2 separate regions of the Gossypium hirsutum genome follow, and region 2 is linked to region 1. A link is a contact called in public Hi-C data. All regions are on one chromosome and are shown on one strand. Each heading gives the region's core, a stretch centred on a gene start, on an enhancer-like site or on the middle of the called end of the contact. The rest is flanking DNA. Distances are from core to core; before and after follow the strand shown.

Region 1 (5,341 bases), core at 2,468-4,967:
GAGTATTGTCTCCATAGGGATCAGGATTGATTAAAAATGATTATGCTATTATTATGAATTTGACTAATTAAACTGTGCAAAAGAAACAGATGACAAATTGATTAAGAGAATTAATGAATGCATTAATAAAATCAATTATGAATGAAAAAATGCTAAGGCAATTGAAATGTTGTGGAAATTCTCAAAGAATAACTGGGGAGGATTTGTACAGTTGAATGATAAAGGTTGGAATTACTTAGGTTTTACTTTTATATCATAATAATGCCATGGCGAAATCTAGACCATTCTACTGCTCCGGGATTCACTACTGTAGTTTGCTTCTTTCGAGGACCAGACTTTAAGCTATCATTCTAGTGAAAAGGAAAGGTTAAGGTTATATTGAAAGGCACACTATGTGTGAACTTTCCCGAGTATTCGATGTAATTCTAAATGGTTCAACGGGTAAGTAAAAGAAATGGCATGGTAAGTATACAAAAGAAATGGCTCATGATCTTATGAAAAGGTTGATGAATTAAAAAATGTGTTTATGAAATCTGCTTACTACATGTTTGAACTCATATGTATCATGGATAAGCCTACTAACTTGTGAGTTTGATGGTGCTTGTATAGCCTTTTATTATGCTTTTTCCATAGTTTGTGCTAAGGAAATAGTAAGTTATGTTTGAGTTTATACGAGCTTATTAAGCACTCATTGCTTACTTAGTTACTTTCTTTTGTTTTATAGATTATCGAAAGCTAGACCGGTTGGAAGCTTGTTGGAGTCAGTCATACTATCTAGAAACTATTTCGGTAGTTTTTGTATGTAACATCCCAAATCAGGGTCTAAATGGAACAATGGTTTCGAAGCCACAAATCTGAGGTAGAAATACTCATATTAATAAAGTTTTAAGGCCTACTGTGTAATTTAATAACTGTGTGAAAATATTGATGAGAAATTTTACCAATAAGGTGTTCAATTGAGTTATTAAGACTAAATTGCAATAAGTGAAAAATATGTTTTTTAGTTATTAAGGGGCTTAAATGTGATGAGAGTTGAAATTTTAAAGTCCTTATTTGGCAATTAGACCACTATATGTCATTATGGACAAAAATGGACATAGGAGGGATAAAATATCAAGGTTTTAATGGAAGGGCATTGTAACACCCCAAACCCAGCCCAGACGTTATGATCGAATCCGGAGTGTCACATTGAAGCGTTACTAGAAAAGTCATGTTTTATCTAAAGTCTTTCTTAGTGTTTAAAGAATATCTTCGTTATAGATTAAAGTGAATAGAAGCTGTGCATCAGGTAGGATGCCAGAAAAGAGGAGGTGAGTCAATTAGACTGCTTAAGTACCCAGCTCTCCACGGATCCAATCCTAGACATGCACACAACCATTTCCACACTTTAACTGAGTGATTATTCATGGAAAACCAATTCGTTAAAAACCATTTGAAAAGGTTATTAATTTTGAAAATGTTTTCGTTGCGGAAGCTTTGCTTTGTTATCGCGATATTTTGAAATCAAGTAACCCTTTTAAAATGCGCCCTAGAGCTATTCAATTTCAAACAATTAAAACAATATCATATCTAAGCTAACAAAACATACTAAAAACATTTAAAAATAATTAAAGCGGCCTTGTTACAACCCGAAATATAACTGAAAAATAACTTAAAGAACTACTAATTTAATTAAAAACCATCTGCGTTGTCCACGTGGCCACCCTAAATCCTACCAGCTCCAAGTCCCCAGTTTAAGGCTCACCTACAAGGGTAAAAAGGAAGGGGTGAGTTTGGAAAACTCAGTGTGTAAAGTATCCCAACCAGAGCCCAAATCAATTCAAGTTTTACTGGGCCTAGGCCCTATTCAGAAATCAGAGTTAAGTGGGCCTTAGCCCATATCAATATTAATCTGGGCCATAGCCCTATTACAAGTTGAGATATATTGGGCCTTGCCCATATTAACATAGTTGGGCCCATAACAAAACAGTTTCATATGATTAATGCATGATAACCCCATCCAACCCTGCACTTGCCTCCGTCCATCCCTACACTTCCTGTGGGGAATAAATCACCCACGTCATCCCTACACTTACAGTGTTAGCACTAGTTGTGGCACTAACTATAATCCGCAGCAAAGCTGCTTATATCAGAATATTTGGCACAGCCACCAGAACGGGTTCTTCCTCCATAACAAAACCCAACTCCATGCAGTATGACATGTATGTAGAATATATATATAATTAACAAGGCATGCTTCAGAAAGACAGTCAGATTATAGCGTAAGAACAGTTATTTACCCTCGAGGGGCGTAATCGTAAACTTACCCCTTTAGGGGTATTACGGTAATTCTACCTTACAGAGGTATTTCAGTAATTTTATCAGTCTTTTTAGGGTTTCATGCTCATTACAATTATTAACGTGTCTTCAAAATACTTACCGGACGTTTTTACCGAAATAGGCCCGTTGCCCATTACTAATTTTGGCCCATGAAGTCCAAATTCACCGAGGTGCACGAAATTGTGCACTTTGAAATCTTACCGTTGAAGATACCAAAATTATCAATACAAACAATCCCATGAGCGCTCGCACGCTCGCAAGTTCTCGAAATGCCGGCTTTTTAGAATTTCAGCTTTTCGGCTTTTGTCGATCTAGTCTACTAGTGGGTGTCGTTTACACACCTGTTTTTTGATGAAACGTTAACGATTTCCACACACGAGTTGCCTTTTCCAGAATATGGATTAGATCTAAATCTAGTCGTTCCAATTATCCAAGCCGTCGATCAGTAGCCTTTAATCCACGCTAGAGCAAAACAAATCAAATAACACCACTAAACCCTTTTAGTTTAGTCGACAGGCAATTGTTGCATATAGGGGTTTTTGGCTTTTCTTTAAATCCCGAAATAAAGAATGGAAATAAGATTCTGAGTACTTATCACCAACGATGTACTTGTCAAGAGCGTTTCCAACACTTCCCCAATCTCAGATCCACAGTAAATCCAATCTTAAAATGCGAGTAAAGAATAGAACTAGATATTAATTCCCGAATCACTATGACTTATGAAGGTTTCAGCTTTTAAGGGTAATAGGCTATCTTTAATAGAGAGAAAAGATGAGTAAAAAGAGAAGAGAAGAGTAGAAGAAGATAGGTTCGGTTCTTGATGAAGAAGAGATGAACAAGAAGGAAACCACTCATAAAAGCCCAAAATTAAAAGAATAGTTTCTTCACAATTCCTTCCTGACTTAAATTCTATGTTTTTCTCCTTAATTCTTAGCCAAATTCAATTTGAAATTCATTCAAACTCCTAACTGATCAGCAGCCTTATCCACCTTTTTATCATGCTGCTAAGAAGAGTTTCGGCCTTATCCACCTTTTTATCATGCTGCTAAGAAGAGTTTCGGTCCAACTCTACTACTCTCCCTCACGCATGTAGCAAAAAGAGAGTCCTTCGCATACACAACAGCTCGAACCTTGGTTCTCCAGGCCCACCCCTACGCCGTTGGCCACTGGGACGCAACCTTGTTTTTGATATAATACTGCCACAGTAATTTATAACCCTTACCTGCTTCAGTTCTGGCCCGCTTTAAAAGAAAATAGAATTCGCCCGCGCAAGGACTCGAACCTGCGCCCTCTCCGCGTGCCTAGCACGTTGCTGCCACTGCGCCACGGGCACTCCTTGTGCTGGATTATGCTCGTAACTCCTCTTAACCCCTATTTTAACCGCAACCTGAATACTAAAATAAAACAACCATTTGTGCGCCCCATGCCTTGAACCCAAGCACCTCCCACGCCCTCCTATCGTGCTTAGCCACTGAGCTAGGTGCTTGTTTATGCTAAAACTCAGCCCAAATTATTAATAAGGCCTACTGCCTAGATTCCCTAAGGTAGCATAAAATTTATTTATTTTTTGCTAGAGTCTTGAATCAAACCCAAGCCTTTTCCCACACTATAAATCCATCGTAACTCACTTAGATCCTACACAAAATAATTAATAACAATATTGATAATAATTTCCCGTAAAAAGTTAAAACATCAATAATTCTATTTCGGGCCATCTTCTACCCGAACTCGGTCTCCAAACCCAATATTTCTAGGCCCAATTTTTGGGGCGTTACAGGCATTTTGGTCCATTGGTTAATAAAAGAATTAAAAAAGGGAAAAATAGTCAAAATTTGTGTTCATCTTCATCCTCCTTGGCCGAATATCACAAGAAGCCATAGCTAGGGTTTCTTTCATCTTCAAGCTTAAAAGTAAGTATATCCTAGCCCCGTTTTTAATGTTCTTTATATTTTTGAAATTCTCGTAGCTCGATTTAGCTATTTCTACCCTTAACTTGAGCTAGGGTTCATGTTCAAAAATATACCCATGAATTACAAGTTTGCGCTTTGATGTCTAATGGAAGAATATGGAAGTTTGATGTATGATAAACAACTTTTACCAAGTGGTTTTTGGTGAAATTGATAAAAAGGACTTAATTGTAAAAGTTGTAAAACTATGTGTAAATGTGTGAATAAATGAAAAATGTGGGTTGTATAAGATAGAAAATGATTTGACTGGGCTTGAATAATGAGAAAATTGGGGTACTTTTCATTTTACAAGCCTAGGGTAATTTTGTAATTTTGTAAAACTTTAGTGGCAAAATTATAATTTTGTCATATTGTAATTTTTGGACTGAATTGAATAGTGCATGTATTAAATGAACTAAATGTACTATTATAGATCAAGAGGGACGAGGAATCGACCTTGACTGAGGAATCGAGTTTGACCGAGGAAAAGGCAAGGTTGTGGATTAAATTGCAAATTGTCACATTTTGCACCGAGGTAAGTAAGGTGTAAGTAATTCAACAATTCCAATACTATGTGTTTAATATTTGATCTTATAAGATACATGTATATATGCCCTAATGAAATTGGCTTGTGATGATTCAATGGAAACTTGATGATAGCTTTGTATCTTGGAAGTCCCAATGGACCCTGAAGAATGCTTAAGATTCGAATTTCATGACACCTTGGTTAATGAGATCCCGTGTAAGACCATGTCTGGGACATGGCATTGGCATTGATATGTAAGCTAGTGTAAGACCATGTTTGGGACATGGCATCGGCATTGATATGTGAGACAATGTAAGACCATATCTGGGACATGGCATCAGCGTTGATATGTAAGAAGTGTAAGACCATGTCTGGGACATGGCATCGGCGTTGATATGTGAGCCAGTGTAAGACCATGTTTAGGACATGGCATCGACATTTATATGTGAGCCAGTGTAAGACCATGTCTGGGATATGGCATCGGCGTTGATATGTGAGCCAGAGTAAGACCATGTTTGGGACATTGCATTGGCGTTGATATGTGTGCTAG
Region 2 (4,766 bases), core at 2,184-4,683, 260 kb after region 1:
ATGTTTAAAAGAGCTTAATTTGCACAATTCATTGTGGCAAATCAAGTTGTTTTCAGATAATAGCTACACTAGATGAAAATTGTTCTAACTAAAGCCCTAGTTTGAACATAGCTATTCTCAAACAATAGTTGTTCTAAACAATAATTATTCTAAACAACAATTATTGCTACGGAAGAGATATTAAGTGAAATAACAATGCTACTTGTTTTATGCTTGGTAGCACAATTTCTTGAAATATAATATTATTTATCTCAAGGAAGAAATAAAATGTTAGTAGCCAAAATTGAGTATCTATATCAACCCAATTGTATTGTGAGTTGAAACTAAAGAAATAACTTAAACTGGAAAAATACAACAAGGAACACACAAATTGGCTATGCAATTTAGATCCTTTTTCTATGTCCCTGTAGCCTTGCTTGGAGAGTAATCCACTATGATACAATTGTACAAGAGATGATTTAATCATCCATTGTTTCATCATCTGTAATTAACAGCTTTCTTCTATGATCCTTATGTTTCCTTATGCTCATTTGCTTTCACAAAGACTATTGAATTAACTATTTCATTTTTGGTGTCAACATATTGCAGCCTTCCTTTCCCTAGTTCTATTCTTTTAATTGAAAGGATCTCATCCAATTTTGCACTCCTCAAACCAACCTTTTTAATATGGACTAAGGTGTAGTTAACTCTTTCACATTTGCAATGAGTTTAGCTCCTTTCTTAGTTGGCAATGAGCTTTTTTTCTTTAAGCTTCTACAAAATCCTACAATTCTCATGTATCATAATAGAATTATCATCAATAAGTCTCACATTAATCTTACAAACATGATCCCACTTATCAAGAATTGCCTAGTAATTATCCATGAAGTAGTCTGTGGATTCAATGTCACTATCATTGTAGTTTACTGAATCAGTTGAAACTTTAGTTACAACTTTGGATGTAAAGGCTACATAATTGCTCAGGTGCACCTCATCTTCATCCTGCTCACTGGTAGAAGCATCATCACTCCATGCTATGAATAATGACTTCATTTTCTTCAGTGCTTTGGCAAACCCGACTTGTGTATGGTCATATCTCTGACATTAATAACATTGGATTCTTTTCATTTTCTCCTTAGGGATTTTGTTACTAATGGCTACTACGTTCCTTTTTCCTTTATTAAAGTTATGGCCTCTTTCAAATCCTTTGCTCTTTTCGGATAGCTTCTTGAATACTTAGTTGAAGCTCTTAGTTAAAAGTATTAACTGGTCCTACACACCCTCATGGGTAGTTTATTCTTTAATTACAATAGGACAAGCTTGTAGAGCAATATTCTTTTATGTCTTAATTTTGCCCATTTTGATTTCCTCCACATTAATTTCGAACATTTGCAGGGACACTATCAACTCATCAATTCTCTTTGAGTTGTTGTCCATAGCCTCCTTTGTGGCAATCACCTTTACGGCAAAATGTTCAAGGAGAGACCTCAAAACTTTGTGCACCAACTTGACATTTGAGTACTCTTCACCAAGAGCAAATGCTTGGTTAGTGATGTCACATACAAAGATTCAACTTCTAGCATTCTTTGATTTTCAAACTTAGATGTAAACATTTAAAGTTTAGGTTACTTAATAGTAATAGTTCCTTCATGAACAATCTTAAAAATAATTCATTCCTCTCAAGTAGTAATGCATTTGAAGATTAATCTTCTGAACTCCTAAGGCTCAACACCATTAAAGATAACGTTAAGGCCTCGGAAATAAATTGCTTGCCTTATCCTTTTCAATGGTCCATGTAGTTTTCGGCGTGCACTAACTATTTTTGCTCTGAAAAGCTAGATAGTAAAAGCTGTATTAGAATATTATATGTATATTTACTTCGTTTTTATATTTATATAATAGATATGAAGTTTGGTGTTTTTTTTTAAATCACTCCACCATGTAATATCAACGAAGTCAGTAAAAGAGAAAAAAAAATCAAAATTAAATTATATATAAAATTATCAAATAAAGATGTCTTTCATTATGGAAAAAACTATCGTAACTTTTTTCTTTCATTTCTTTCACTTACACTCACATAGTGAAAAATATCTAATTTATATAATATTGATATATGTTATTTAAATTTTGACATGTATATATTGAATTTGTACTATTTTTGTGTTAAAATTTTATTTTATTGTATTTTCATTACAAGATTTATCTTGTGCGAGGTTAATCTCGTTGAAATGGCTTTCATTTTCTGCAAGAGCTAATCAAATCTAGGCTTTCCCTTTCTGCCTACTGCTCATGATATGAAGAAAATGATTAAAAAGAGTTCATAATTAAATAATATGAATAGCACATGTATGAATTAGAATCTACTAGACGAAGAAAAAAAAATCGAAGAATAAAAAACAAAGTTAGCAGTAATTCTCTCTTGATCTATAGGAAGCATTCCCATTTGGCTTAGCGGTGTTCTAACTAGATTGATATTAACAAAAAAAAATGAATTGATGTAAAATTAAAAAATTATACATCAAAATTATTATTATAAAATTAATGTTGGATCAAGTCCCTGCTTTAATGATAAAACTTATAGTTGATTAGTGTTGGATCAAGGCTGGGCATCTATGTTTCTAACTCATTTTCTTTTCTTATTCCATCATTGTTATATAATTGCTTTTACTTAAAAATGTCTCTCTAATATAATTATTTATTAGATTTTGACATATGAGAAGGAGATAATCAATAATTAATATGGAACTAGTACGTGTTGAATATTTAGATTTTAAATCTTTAATTGTTTTATTTAAAGACGATATAAAAGTATAAAAATATAAAAGTGATGTAAAATTAATATTAAGGGATAAATATGAAAATTATATCTTAACTTTGATTTTATGCGAATTTATATATGAAATTTTGATTTAATTCAAATTTCATAAATCACTAACAACATTATCGAATTAACACCGTTTTATGTTAATATATTACATACACAAATAATTATATTAATTCGATATGAAAATAAATGCTTGTATTCATTTCTTTAAATGTGTATGAGTGAATTAAAATAAAAGTTTCACCTATACATATGAACCACAATTTAAGTTTTATGTGTATAATTACATCAAATCAAATCAAATCAAAATTCATATGTATAATTACATCAAATCAAAATTCATGTATTAAATTATATATTCAACCAAGCATTAATATTAATTATAATTTAAAAATATATTTTTAATTTTATAATTAAATTAATGATTGGAATAAGAGTCACATAAAGTGTTTAAATTTAAAAATATGATTAAATTATATACTAACAAAGAAAAAAAATCCATCAATATAATAGGCAGACACGAATGACTACCAATGAAACTTTTGCTCCCGGCGTCGGAGTCGGGAAGACGCCAAATTCTAAGTCGTTAGGCTTTATGAAGATGCATTTACATTAGCCAATATATATTGGCGTGGCCCCAAGAATAGATATGTAGAATGGTGATGACGATGGGAGGTCCTAATCTGATTGTTGTGACTTTTGTAGGTAATCTTACTTAAGTTGTTTCATATTTATACAGTTTTTTTATATATCATGATAATAACATAAATTTTAAAATATTTATCTATTCATATTATTATATATTAATATTTTTGGCGTGATGTTTATTATTACCAACTCTATCTTGAGACTTACAAATATGTTGAAAATGATAGTGTGAATATCAATTGCAGTAGAAGTTATTTCAATCCCAAACTTTCAGAAGTTAAAAGTCTATCTTTTGCGTTAACCCAATCCAATATTAATTTTCACCATACCAATAACAATGAGCCATATATTATTTATGTAAATATATCATATACTAATACATAAATAAGTTAGTCACTATCGGTAAATTTGATATTTTAATCTAATATTTATATATATATCGATATGTTTTGAATTTAACAATATTTATTATATATAAATATATAATCTAATTTAAATCTTTTTAATAAATAATATATATGTTAATTATTTTTTAATAAAAATATTTCAATTACATTAATATAAATGTATTTATATGTAAATATAAAATTTCAACATTATCCTTTCAATTTTGGCTAAAATAATAAAATTAATTTCTCTAGAAAATCATTACATTTCTTAATATGCATAAATAGCTTTAAAGTTCAAACTTTCAAAGTTAAAGTATTTTTTTCCCCAAAGCCAATCCGGTTAATGAGTACAAATAATAATAAGCTAAATAGGTAACATTTTAAGATGTAGAGTAGTTAGTCTCTATTAGATAAATTTTATCTTACATATATTGTTATATTCTTATCACAACAACGACACATGGCAGATTATAAAGTGGTTTGACAAGGACCTCTTGCTAGATACAACACACAAATGGCATTTTGTTTGATACCTTTAATTATTCAAAGTGATTCGTGACCAGTACTCCACGAATCTCCTTGAGCCATCTTAGAAATCATCTGTTACAAGCTCTTCACGCGGACCTATAAGATTGGTTATAGAGACATAAATGTGATTGTCTAGATTGACAATGGAATGATTCATTTATGACATTTATAGTGTGGCTTACCTCAATCATGAGTAAGTGATTGACTATGTGTGTGTACCTCATATACTTTAGTGTATTAAAAGTCTAAGTTCAAATAACTAAAGAGTCGAAAGTTGGTAAGTTGGGTATAAGACTGTTTCATGGCAGTGCTTTATTGACAATAGTGGAATTCACAACCTAATAAAGGGTAAATGATATCAACTCATTGGCATTATAGGATGGATGGAAGGTAACGTG

Evidence for each region. A called contact is a pair of places that touch in the nucleus more often than the background predicts.
Region 2: a Hi-C map of hypocotyl shows a contact between it and region 1, with 1.8 times the contacts expected there. The contact joins two enhancer-like sites. A contact is called at or near these places in 2 of 34 Hi-C or Micro-C datasets (hypocotyl and petal).

The regions. Positions count from the first base shown.
Region 1 is chrA03:18,215,529-18,220,869 of Gossypium_hirsutum_v2.1, forward strand. No RefSeq gene overlaps it. Among protein-coding and RNA genes, the nearest start is that of LOC121226133, 50 kb to the left of the region's middle. Within about 2 kb of position 3,718, at least 3 of the 9 cell types and tissues checked have an H3K27ac peak or open chromatin away from gene starts, as enhancers often do. A contact at or near this core is called in hypocotyl, where this site is marked.
Region 2 is chrA03:18,472,273-18,477,038 of Gossypium_hirsutum_v2.1, forward strand. No RefSeq gene overlaps it. Among protein-coding and RNA genes, the nearest start is that of LOC121219118, 6.2 kb to the right of the region's middle. Within about 2 kb of position 3,434, at least 2 of the 9 cell types and tissues checked have an H3K27ac peak or open chromatin away from gene starts, as enhancers often do. A contact at or near this core is called in hypocotyl, where this site is marked.